Linked DNA regions of Macaca mulatta: regions 1 and 2 are each linked to region 3. A link is a contact called in public Hi-C data. All regions are on one chromosome and are shown on one strand. The core of a region is the stretch at or near the end of the contact, and the rest is flanking DNA. Distances in the headings are between cores, read along the strand shown.

Region 1 (3,443 bases), core at 811-3,310, 220 kb after region 3:
GTTAAGTGGGGTAGCAGCGTGAAGGATTTGAGACCCTGCATCCCATAGATTAGGAAAATGCAGGAGGAAGCCAGTCCCTATAGGTAGTGTGAACAAATTTAAAGCAGCAGCAATTAGATTGAAGTGTGTTTAGTGCCATAAGTAATTACCTAAGGACACCAAAATCAAACTCAAGTTGAGGCAGGAAAATAGGGTCTGCAGGCAGGGAACATAAGGCCTATTCACACTTCAGCTATGAAAGGAAATACCCACTCCATAGGGCTTAAGCCAAGTAAATGATTTTTTTTTTTTTTTTTTTTTTGAGACGGAGTCTCGCTCTGTTGCCCAGGCTGGAGTGCAGTGGCTGGATCTCAGCTCACTGCAAGCTCCGCCTCCCGGGTTTATACCATTCTCCTGCCTCAGCCTCCGGAGCAGCTGGGACTACAGGCGCCTGCCACCTCGCCTGGCTAGGTTTTTGTATTTTTTAGTAGAGACGGGGTTTCACCGTGTTAGCCAGGATGGTCTCGATCTCCTGACCTCGTGACCTGCCCGTCTCGGCCTCCCAAAGTGCTGGGATTACAGGCTTGAGCCACCGCGCCCGGCCAGTAAATGATTTTATAACTTTACTTCATCCTCTCCTTTGACATAGGGCATACCCCAAGTAACCAATGGAATCCTCCAGGGGGTAAACTCCCCAAAATTCTGTAACGTGGCCTTTGAGCCCCTGTGCTCAGCCCTGCTCGCACACTGTGGAGTGTTAAATCCCTTCATTCCTTCCTTGTTTTATGCGTTTTGTCCAATTCTTTGTTCAAGACGCCAAGAACCTGGACACCCTCTACCGTTAACAAAATGCAATTCTTTTTTTTTTTTTTTTTTTTGAGACGGAGTCTTGCTCTGTCGCCCAGGCTGGAGTGCAGTGGCGCGATCTCGGCTCACTGCAAGCTCCGCCTCCCGGGTTCACGCCATTCTCCTGCCTCAGCCTCCAGAGTAGCTGGGACTACAGGCGCCCGCCACCACGCCCGGCTAATTTCTTTTTGTATTTTTAGTAGAGACGGGGTTTCACCGTGTTAGCCAGGATGGTCTCGATCTCCTGACCTCGTGATCCGCCCGCCTCGGCCTCCCAAAGTGCTGGGATTACAGGCTTGAGCCACCGCGCCCGGCCAATGCAATTCTTCTTAAAGTTTTTCGGTAACAAACCAAAAGTCATGATTGGGTGTTTCTCATTCATGAATCGCTGTTCGCTCAAACTCTTTAATTTTTTTTTTTTTCTTTTTTTTTTTTTTTTGGAGACGGAGTCTCGCTCTGTCGCCCAGGTTGGAGTGCAGTGGCGCGATCTCGGCTCACTGCAACCTCGGTCTCCTGGGTTCCTGTGATTCTCTTGCCTCAGCCTCCCGAGTAGCTGGGACTACAGGCGCCCGCCACCACACCCGGCTAATTTTTTGTATTTTTAGTAGAGACGGGGTTTCACCGTGTTAGCCAGGATGGTCTCGATCTCCTGACCTCGTGATCCGCCCTCCTCGGCCTCCCAAAGTGCCGGGACTACAGGCATGGGCCACCGCGCCCGGCCCAAACTCTTTAACTTTTAACAGAAAAAAACCCCGCGGGATTCCCCCATGACCCTCCCGTGGTTCCCGCAGAATCCCGGGCTGTGGGCGCGGAGCTGCCCAGAGAGGGCTCCGGGGCCGGGACCCACAGTCGCCCGCGCAGGAGCAGGACAGGACGCCCGGGGTCCTGGCTGCCGGCCCAGCCGCACCCTGCGGCCCAGGGGACGGAGGGACAGGCTGAGACAGAGGGATTCGGGTCCCAGATGCAGGAGGCCCCATGAGGAGACCCGGGTCCCGCCACATCCGCTTCAGGCCGGTTTCACCCAGCCCCTCCCCCGTCTGGGGACTCCGGCCCCACACACTCACCATTTCCCGGCTTCCGGGTGTCCCGGGGTCCTCTCTAGGGCTCCCGTGAATAGTGCAGGTCACAGTGCAGGCGGCAGAGAGACAGAAGTGGCGAAGGGACCCGGGCCTCTCCGAGTAGGAAATCTAGTATCCCGACAACAATCTGCATAGCATCAAAAGTGGAAGCCGGAATGGGCCTCCTCCTTCCGGATGGACAGTTGGCCAGGCCCGGCCCCAGCGCTTCTGATTGGGCAAGGTGCAAGGCCCCGCCCCCTCAGAACTGAGTGACGGCACAAGCCCTGGGTAACGGGCCCTGCGGAGCCCGACTGATCAGTTCTAGCCATAGCTTCTCTTTAAGGGACAACTCCCTCCTCGAGCCCTGATCATTGGATATTTTTTCAGCCAAATTTGCTCCTGATTTTTAGACAGGGCACTGTCTTCTTCCTCATTAAATGGGCTGTCAGTGCTTCCTCGTCCTGCACAGAGTCCTAAGTGTGTGCAGGGAATTCCAGACTCAGTGTCCAATGGAGCGATCTGCTGACCTCAGAGCAGGAAGGGGTGCCCAGACTAGGCCAGACACGACTGCACCAGGAAGGAGGGGCAGTTGTCCTTCAGGGGCCCGGAATTAGGGATGAGACATGGCCAAGGCTTTCACATATCTCACCCCACCTCACAGTGTGGAAACGCTCCCTCCTTCCAGACCTTCATCTTCATCGGCAGAAAACTCTCACTTGGTGATTTTAAGCTTCTGACCTAAATAAACTGTCAACTTCATAAGCCCCTTCTCCAGGAGAGGTCCCAAACAGTTCTTTCCCTGAACTTGATCTTCACAGATTTTCTTCAGATATGCAAATTAGTCTGACCCCAGGGACCCTTTGCATGTCAAACCCAAAGCACTGCTCCTGAAAACGGCCCCAGATTCCAGATATACAGCCGCAGAAAGACAAAACCCCTGAAGTGCACCTGCACGTGGGTCTCCTGCTTTCCAGGGCGCTGCAGCGTGTCAGAACCCACACTCTTTCTGGATCTGCTCTGAACAGCTGCAAGCCACCTGCAGGAGGGCGGCTGCCAGGAAGCATCCAGGAGAGATCCACATCCCTCCTTGGCAGGATCCATACTGGCCTCAGCGTCCAGTCCCTGGCGTTGGTCTCTGCTGCCCCCTGCAGGCTATTCACCTGCTTCTCACATCACCAGTTTCCATGAGACAAACATCCTCAACCCCACTGCGAGAATAACACAGGAGCAGAGCCCTCCTCCGGTGTGTATGTATAAAGTCGAGGAGGAAGCGTCTAAGATTATTTAACTGCATGACAGTGAGGCAGTAGTGGCCGGGCGCTGTGGCTCAAGCCTGTAATCCCAGCACTTTGGGAGGCCAAGGTGGGTGGATCACCTGACATCAGGAGTTGGAGACCAGCGTGGCCAACATGGTGAAATCCCATTTCTACTAAAAATACAAAAATTAGCCGGGTGTGGTAGTGCATACCTGTAATCCCAGCCACTTGGGAGGCTGAGGCATTAGAATCGTTTGTATCAAAGAGGCTGAGGTTCCAGTAGAGCCGAGATTGCACCACTGCA
Region 2 (3,855 bases), core at 917-3,416, 130 kb after region 3:
TTAAATGACTGAAGCAAGTCATGAAAGACCCCTTCCCTCTTAAGGATTGATTTCATTATAGACTAACTTCCCTCTTACTTTTCTCACACAAAGACTCCATGGCCATCACATCTTCTGAAGCTGGAAATGTTAAATTCACTTTTTTAAATACGAAAAGAAATGAAAACCTCTTGCAAAGAAAATTTTTAAAGGCCTGGGGCGGGCACGGTGGCTCACGCCTGTAATCTGATACAGGACAATCCCTTGTACCCGGGAGGCAGAGGTTGCAGTGAGCCGGAGATTGCGCCACTGCCCTCCAGCCTGGGGCAACAGGGCGAGACTCCGTCTCAAAAAAATAAAATCTGGTAAAACAAAAACAGGTCTTCTGGGGAAGGGAGCAGGGACTGGGATGGAATCACGTGGCAGAGACCAGCCTAGCCAATATCATGAAACTCCGTCTCTACTAAAACTACAAAAATTGGCCGGGCGCGGTGGCTCACGCCTGTAATCCCAGTACCTTGGGAGACCGAGGTGGGCGGATCACAAGGTCACGAGGAGTTCGAGACCAGCCTGGCCAATATGGTGAAACCCGTCTCTACTGAAAATACAAAAATTAGCTGGGCGTGGTGGCTGGCGCCTGTATCCCAGCTACTCGGGAGGCTGAGGCAGGAGAATCGCTTGAACCCGGGAGATGGAGGTTGCAGTGAGCCGAGATGGCGCCACTGCACTTCAGCCTGGGGCGACAGAGCGAGACTCCGTCTCAAAAAAATAAAATCTGGTAAACAAAAACAGGTCTTCTGGGGAAGGGAGCAGGGACTGGGATGGAGTAACGCGGCAGATAACAGCCCTCCTTCCTACAGCCTCCAAATTTTAGACAAAGCTTCACACACTCTCCATCCACCGCCACCTACAGAATCCCTCCACCACCTGTGCCTTCTAACCCCGCCTCCATATGTCCCGCCTTTTGGCCAAAGTAACTTACACCTTCCCGGCACTGATTCATCATTCTCCTGCAATTCCTGTCTCCCTGAAATGAATAAAACCAAACTGTCGGCCGGGCGCGGTGGCTCAAGCCTGTAATCCCAGCACTTTGGGAGGCCGAGACGGGCGGATCACGAGGTCAGAAGATCGAGACCATCCTGGCTAACACGGTGAAACCCCGTCTCTATTAAGAAATACAAAAAAAAAAAACTAGCCGGGCGAGGTGGCGGGCGCCTGTAGTCCCAGCTACTCGGGAGGCTGAGGCCGGAGAATGGCGTGAACCCGGGAGGCGGAGCTTGCAGTGAGCTGAGATCCGGCCACTGCACTCCAGCCTGGGCGACAGAGCGAGACTCCGTCTCAAAAAAAAAAAAAAAAAAAAAACTGTCATGAGCTGCCTCGGGACCGCTTACTCCGGGCTTCGTGGGGTTGTGTTTCCCTCGGCCGAGGTCTCTCCTATTCGGCTCAGAATAAACTTATTCTACACGGTTTGGGTTTTTCCGTTACCAAACCACAAGCCAGGACTGGGAGTTTCTCATTCATTAATCGCTGTTTGCTAAAATAAACTCTCATTTTTTAACAGTGCCTCCGTTTAATTTTTAACTGGAGAAAAAAAGGAACTGGGGACCCCACAGGCCACCGCTCCTCCCACACGAACCCCACACCCGAGGCGGGATCCCCCCATGACCCTTCCGTGGTCCCTGAACCACGGGAGACGCGGGGCTGCGGGCGCGGAGCTGCTCAGAGAGGGAGCCGGGGCCGGGGCTGGGACCGCAGTTGCCGCGCAGGGACCTGACAGGACGCCCGGGGTCCCGGCTGCCGGCCCAGCCCCACCCAGCGGCCGAGGGGACGGAGGACCGAGCTGCGCCAGGGGGACTGTGACCGGACCCCAGCGTCGCTGCAGGGAAGCCTGGGCCCCGCCACAGCGGGTTCCTCTCGGTTCCACCCAGCCCCTCCTTTCGCCTTGGGACCCCCCAGCCCAGCGTGCTCACCATTTCCGCGCTTCGAGGTATCCCGGCGTCCTCTCTAAAGGTCCCGCGAATAGTGCAGCTCACCTTGCAGTCGACAGAGCAACAGCAGCTACGGCGGAAGTAACTGGTCCCTCTCAGAGCAGGAAAGACCCATACCTTAACAGGCGCGAACAGCTCTCGGAGTGAAGCGAGCGGGAATGCAATCTCCACTTCCCTGGAGGACAGTGGCAGGGCCCCGCCCTAGCGCCCCTGATTGGATAGGGGTCTAGACTCCGCCCCCTTCCCTGAGTGACGGCAGAAGCCCTGGGTAACCTGGCGCTGCAGAGCCAAAGTGACCGGTTCTGGCCACACTTTCCAAGGTCAGCTCGGTACCTCCCTCCCACCTTTACTTTGAATATTTGCCTTGGGCTGGCCCGACGCGGTGGCTCACTCCTATAATCCCAGCACTTTGGGAGGCCGAGGCGGGCGGATCACGAGGTCAGGAGATCGAGACCATCCTGGCTAACATGGTGAAACCCCCATCTCTACTAAAAATACAAAAAAAAAATTAGGTGGGCGTGGTGGCGAGCGCCTGTAGTCCCAGCTACTCGGGAGGCTGAGGCAGGAGAATGGCGTGAACCTGGGAGGCAGAGCTTGCAGTGAGCCAACATCGCACCACTGTACTCGCGCCTGGGCGACTGAGTGAGACTCTGTCTCAAAAAAAAAAAAAAAAGATAAAATAAAATATTTGTCTTCGACCAAACTTGCTGCGAATTGCTAGAAGGGGCACTGTCGTCTTCCTCACTCGGTGAGCTGTCCCTGCTCGCCTGGCTGATCCCTGTCTTTATTATTTAAAAATTTAAAAAGTGGCCGGTAGCCGGGCACAGTGGCTCACGCCTGTAATCCCAGCACTTTGGGAGGCCGAGGCAGGTGGATCACCTGAGGTCGGGAGTTCAAGACCAACCTGACCAACATGGAGAAACCCCGTCTCTACTAAAAATACAAAATTAGCCGGGGTGGTGGCGCATGCCTGTAATCCCAGCTACTGGGGAGGCTGAGGCAGGAGAATCGCTTGAACCCGGGAGGCGGAGGTTGCGGTGAGCCGAGATCGCGCCATTGCACTCCAGCCTGGGCAAAAAGAGCGAAACTCTGTCTCAAAGAAAAAAAAAAAAAAAAAAAAAGTGGCCGGGCGTGGTGAGACCAAGTCTCTACTAAAAAGATAAAGATAAGTAAATAGATTAGGGCCAGGTGTGGTAGCTCATGCCTGTAATCCCATCACTTTGGGAGGCCGAGGCGGGTGGATCACTTGAGGTCAGGAGTTCGAGACCAGCCTGGCCAACATGAAGAAACCCCATTTCTACTAAAAGTACAAAAATTAGCCAGGTTTGGTGGCTGGCTAATTTTCTAGCCAAGCCTCTTCCTTTCTCACTCTGCTAAGCTGTCTTGCTACTAAACCTAATTTACTGACCTCAGGTTGCTATATAATCTTCTTTTTTATAGCTGGGTGGGTCTTCATTCTGAAGGTTCCCATGTATACATGTTAAATACATTTGCATGCCTTCTTTTCTATTAATCAATCTGCCTCAGATCAATTAGTTTTCAGCAAACCTTTAGGACACCAAGAGTCTATGACCCCCACAAAGCCATCCCCTTGTCTCAGGGCAGGAGGGGAAACAGGTCAGGCATGCCTGTTCCAGGAGGGAGAGACAGATATCCTGCAGTGGGGCAGGAATTGGGATGAGGCATGGCCAAGGCTTCCTCACATACACCCATCTTCTCCTCACAGTGTGGAAACTCTCCCTCCTCTCTACACCTTCGTTTTCATTAGCAGGAAACTCTCACCTGGAGTCGGTTTCATCTTATTACCGGAAAGGGGTACCAATCTAGACCCCAAAAGAGAGTTCTTGGATCTCATGCAAGAACTAATTCAGGGTGAGTCCATAAAGTA
Region 3 (3,631 bases), core at 81-2,580:
TACAAAGGATTGCACAGACAGCACTTACTGAAACCCCCCTTAGTTCTCCTCCACCTTGTTCTAGTAAGCTTTTCCTTTTAAAAGATCAAATCAAACAGCAAAGCCAAAACACGTTAAAAAAGTTTAAAGAGAAAAAGATCATAAGAAAATAAAAAGGGAGGAATTGTCACACACACAGTACATTTCTCTGAGTTTCTTTTCAAAGATTTAGCCTGCTAACTTCCTTGTCTTTTGTTCTCAAACTCAACTTTCCTGTTCCTCCTTGCCCCTAGTTACTGTAAAACAGCCTAGCCCCTTCTCATCAGCTCTCATTAGTAACTCCCATCTGTTCCCTTGGTTACCTGTACCCATTGTTCCCCTGAAACTGCACATCTCACGCGCTGCACCTCTGTACCTCACATTCCCCTCTCCTTCTGTATTTAGAAAAATATGTACAAGTAGCCAGTCGGGTCAGCTCAGATTGTGTGGTCGAACCCCAGGCCATGAAGGAGTGACACAGAGATAGGGACTGCATTAAGGACATAACACCCCCTGGTGACGTTTGTTCTCTGTGCTCTTGTGATCTTGATTGACACAAGTGGCACCCTTCCGCAGAAGTAAATTGCCTTGCTAAACAAATTAAACTTTTCTCTAAGTGTTAGTTTTACTTCGCAGGACCAAGAATTTATTCCTAAAGCATTTTATATCTAACAGAGATCTTCGTATATATAAAGAAAATGTGTGAAGATCAGGCTAGAGACAGAATTGTTTGGGCGGCGTCACCTGGATAAAGTTGACAGTTTCTTTAGGTCAAAAGCTTAAATTAACCTCAGGAGAGAGTTTGCTGCTGGTGAAAATGAAGATCTGGAAGAAGGGAGCATTTTCACACTGTGAGGAGGGGATGGGGTAAGTGAACAAGTCTTGGCCATGCCTCATCCCCACTTGCGGCCCGCTTGAGGACATATGCCTCTCCTCCTGGTGCAGGCGTGCCTGGCCTGGTCTCCGTTCCACTGCTGCTCTGAGGCAGGAGATGGCTCCTGTAGACACTGAGTCTGAAATTCCCTGCACACTCCTGTGACCCCGTGCAGAACGAAGGAGCAGGGACAGTCCCTTGAGTGAGGAAAACGCTAGCGTTCTCCTCTATCAATAGCAAGTTTGGATGAAATGCAAATATCCAATAACCAGAGTGCAGGAAGGAGCTCACCCTTAGGGAAGCAGTGGTTAAAATCCGTGAGTCTGGCTCTGCAGGGCCTGATACCCAGGGCTTCCGCTGTCACTCAGACATGGGGGCGGGGCCTAGCATTCCATCCAATCAGAGGCACTGGGGCGTGGCCCTGCCCAGTGTTCAACCAGACACGGAGAGGGTCGCATTCCTGCCCTCACGTTTGTGGCTGAGCGGGCCGCGGTTCGGATCCGGTGTTTCCAGCCCCGAGAGGGACCTGGTGCCTCTACCCAGGATTTTGTCGCTCTGTCACCTGCGCTATGCCCTGCTGTAGTCACAGGAGGTGTAGAAAGGACCCCGGGACATCTGAAAGCCAGGAAATGGTGCGTGTCTGGGGCTGGGTGTCGTGAGACGGGGGAGGGGCTGCCTGGACCGACCAGAACCGACTGTGGCGAGACCCCGGCCTTCCTGCGGGCGACTTCGGGATCTGGGACCAAGTCCTCCTGGAGCCGCTCGGCCCTCGGTCCCCTCGGCTGCTGGGTGTGGCTGGGCCGACAGCCGGGACACCAGGCGTCCTGTCCCGTCCCTGCGCGGCGACTGCGGCTCCAGAGCCCTCTCTGGGCAGCTCCGCGCCCGCAGCCACGCGTCTACCCAGATTGTGCGGAAGCCGCGGGGGGGTCATGGGGGGGATCCCGACTCGGGTGTGGGGTTCGTGCGTAGGAGGAGCAGCGGTCTGTGGGGCCCCCAGTGTCCACTTTTTCTCTTGTTAAAAATTAAACTGAGGAAGGTTAACAAAGAGTTCATTTGAGCAAACAGCGATTCACGAATGAGACACACCCAGTCCTGGCTTGTGGTTTGTCAAAGGAAAAAGCCAAACTATGTAAAATAAAGAAGTTTGTTCGGAGCCGAATAGGGGAGACCTTGGCCGAGGGAAAAACATCCCCAAGAAGCCTGGAGTGAGTGGTCCCGAGGCGGCTCAAAACAGTTTGGTTTTATTCATTTTAGAGAGACAGGAATTGCGGGGAAAATAATGAATTAGTTACTGGAAGGTTTAAGTTCCTTTGGCAGAAAGGGCGGGACCTGGCCGGGCGCGGTGGCTCACGCCTGTAATCCCAGCATTTTGGGGGGCCGAGGCAGGCGGATCACCTGAGGTCAGGAGTTCAAGACCAGCCTGGTCAACATGGTGAAACCCCGTCTCTACTAAAAATATTAAAAAGAAACTAGCCGGGCGTGGTGGTGGACGCCTGTAATCCCAGCTACTCGGGAGGCTGAGGCAGGAGAATTGCTTGAACCCAGGAGACGGAGGTTGCAGTGAGCCCACACAGTGCCACTGCACTCCAGCCTTGGCGACAGAGTGAGACTCTTGTCTAAAAAAAACAAAAACAAAAAACAGAAAGGGTGAGACCTGTGGAAAGGGGATTAGAAGGCACAAGTGGTTGAGGGATTCTGTAGGTGGCAGCTGGTTGAGAGTGTGAAGCTTTGTCTAAAGTTTGGAGGAGGTAGGAAGGAATGCTGAAGGAAGGGGGTCTGTTATCTGCCACTTGATTCCATTCCAGCCAAAAAACAGACCTGTTTCTCTAGATTTTATGAATTCTAAGGCATGACTTACCCTTGCCTTGCGAGGCCTTAGGTCTTGTTTGTAATTTGGTATCTTATTGCCACAGGAGTCTTTTTTTTCCAGGCTGATGATGTCTGTTTTTACATGAATGTGCCTCAGTTGCTGCATCTAAACTCCTAAAGGGAGAGGGTGTTGCTGTGTTGGCCAGGAAGCCTGTCTCACCTCCCATCCTGTCATACAGAGGAACTCAATTTTCAGGGTTTTTTAGGGGTCCCCTTGGCCAAGAGCCAGTCACTTCCCTTACCTGGGAAGGTACTTTGTTTCTGTTTTTGTTTGAAACAGAGTCTCCTTCTGTCACTCAGGCTGGAGTGCAATGGCTGGATCTCGGCTCACTGCAACCTCCACCTTCCGAATTCAAGCGATTCTCCAGCCTCAGCCTTCCTAGTAGCTGGGATTACAGGCACGCACCTGAAGGGGGCCTGCCTCTCCACACCTGTGGGTATTTCTCATCAGGTGGAGACGACAGACTGAGAAAAGAAATAAGACACAGAGACAAAGTATAGAGAAAGAACAGTGGGCTCAGGAGACTGGTGCTCAACATGCGAGGACCTACACTGGTGCTGGTTTCTGAGTTCCCTCCGTATTTATTGATCATTATTTTTACTGTCTTGGAGAGGGGAGTGTGGCAGGGCCACAGGGTGATGGTGGGGAGAAGGTCAGCAGGGAAACGTGAGCAAAGGAACCTGTATCATGAATAAGTTCAAGGAAAGGTACTGTGCCTGGATGTGCACGTAGGCCAGATTTCTGTTTCACTTGACACAAACATCTCAGTGTAGCAAAGAGTAACAGAGCAGTGTTGCTGCCAGCCTATCTCGCCTCCCACAGGGCGGGGTTTCTCATATCTCAGAATAGAATGAATGGTCGGCTTTACA

Evidence for each region. A called contact is a pair of places that touch in the nucleus more often than the background predicts.
Region 1: a Hi-C map of fetal cortical plate shows a contact between it and region 3, with 3 times the contacts expected there. The contact joins the promoter of LOC717365 here to the promoter of LOC717030 in region 3. A contact is called at or near these places in 4 of 14 Hi-C or Micro-C datasets (CD4 T cells, fetal cortex germinal zone, fetal cortical plate and 1 more).
Region 2: a Hi-C map of liver shows a contact between it and region 3, with 4 times the contacts expected there. The contact joins the promoter of ZNF878 here to the promoter of LOC717030 in region 3. A contact is called at or near these places in 3 of 14 Hi-C or Micro-C datasets (CD4 T cells, fetal cortex germinal zone and liver).

What each region holds. Positions count from the first base shown.
Region 1 is chr19:12,805,175-12,808,617 of T2T-MMU8v2.0, forward strand. LOC717365 reads right to left here and starts at 2,061. Exons shown (of 5, transcript XR_013408963.1): 1 at 1,890-2,061.
Region 2 is chr19:12,720,351-12,724,205 of T2T-MMU8v2.0, forward strand. It overlaps ZNF878 (zinc finger protein 878), which reads right to left and starts at 2,167. Exons shown (of 6, transcript XM_077977811.1): 1 at 1,950-2,167; 2 at 962-1,006. The coding sequence starts at 1,952.
Region 3 is chr19:12,588,772-12,592,402 of T2T-MMU8v2.0, forward strand. It overlaps LOC717030, which reads left to right and starts at 1,331. Exons shown (of 3, transcript XM_077977751.1): 1 at 1,331-1,524. It overlaps LOC144336725 (a long non-coding RNA gene), which reads right to left and starts at 1,256. Exons shown (of 3, transcript XR_013409049.1): 1 at 1,184-1,256. LOC144336695 (a long non-coding RNA gene) reads right to left here. Exons shown (of 2, transcript XR_013409017.1): 2 at 1,363-3,631.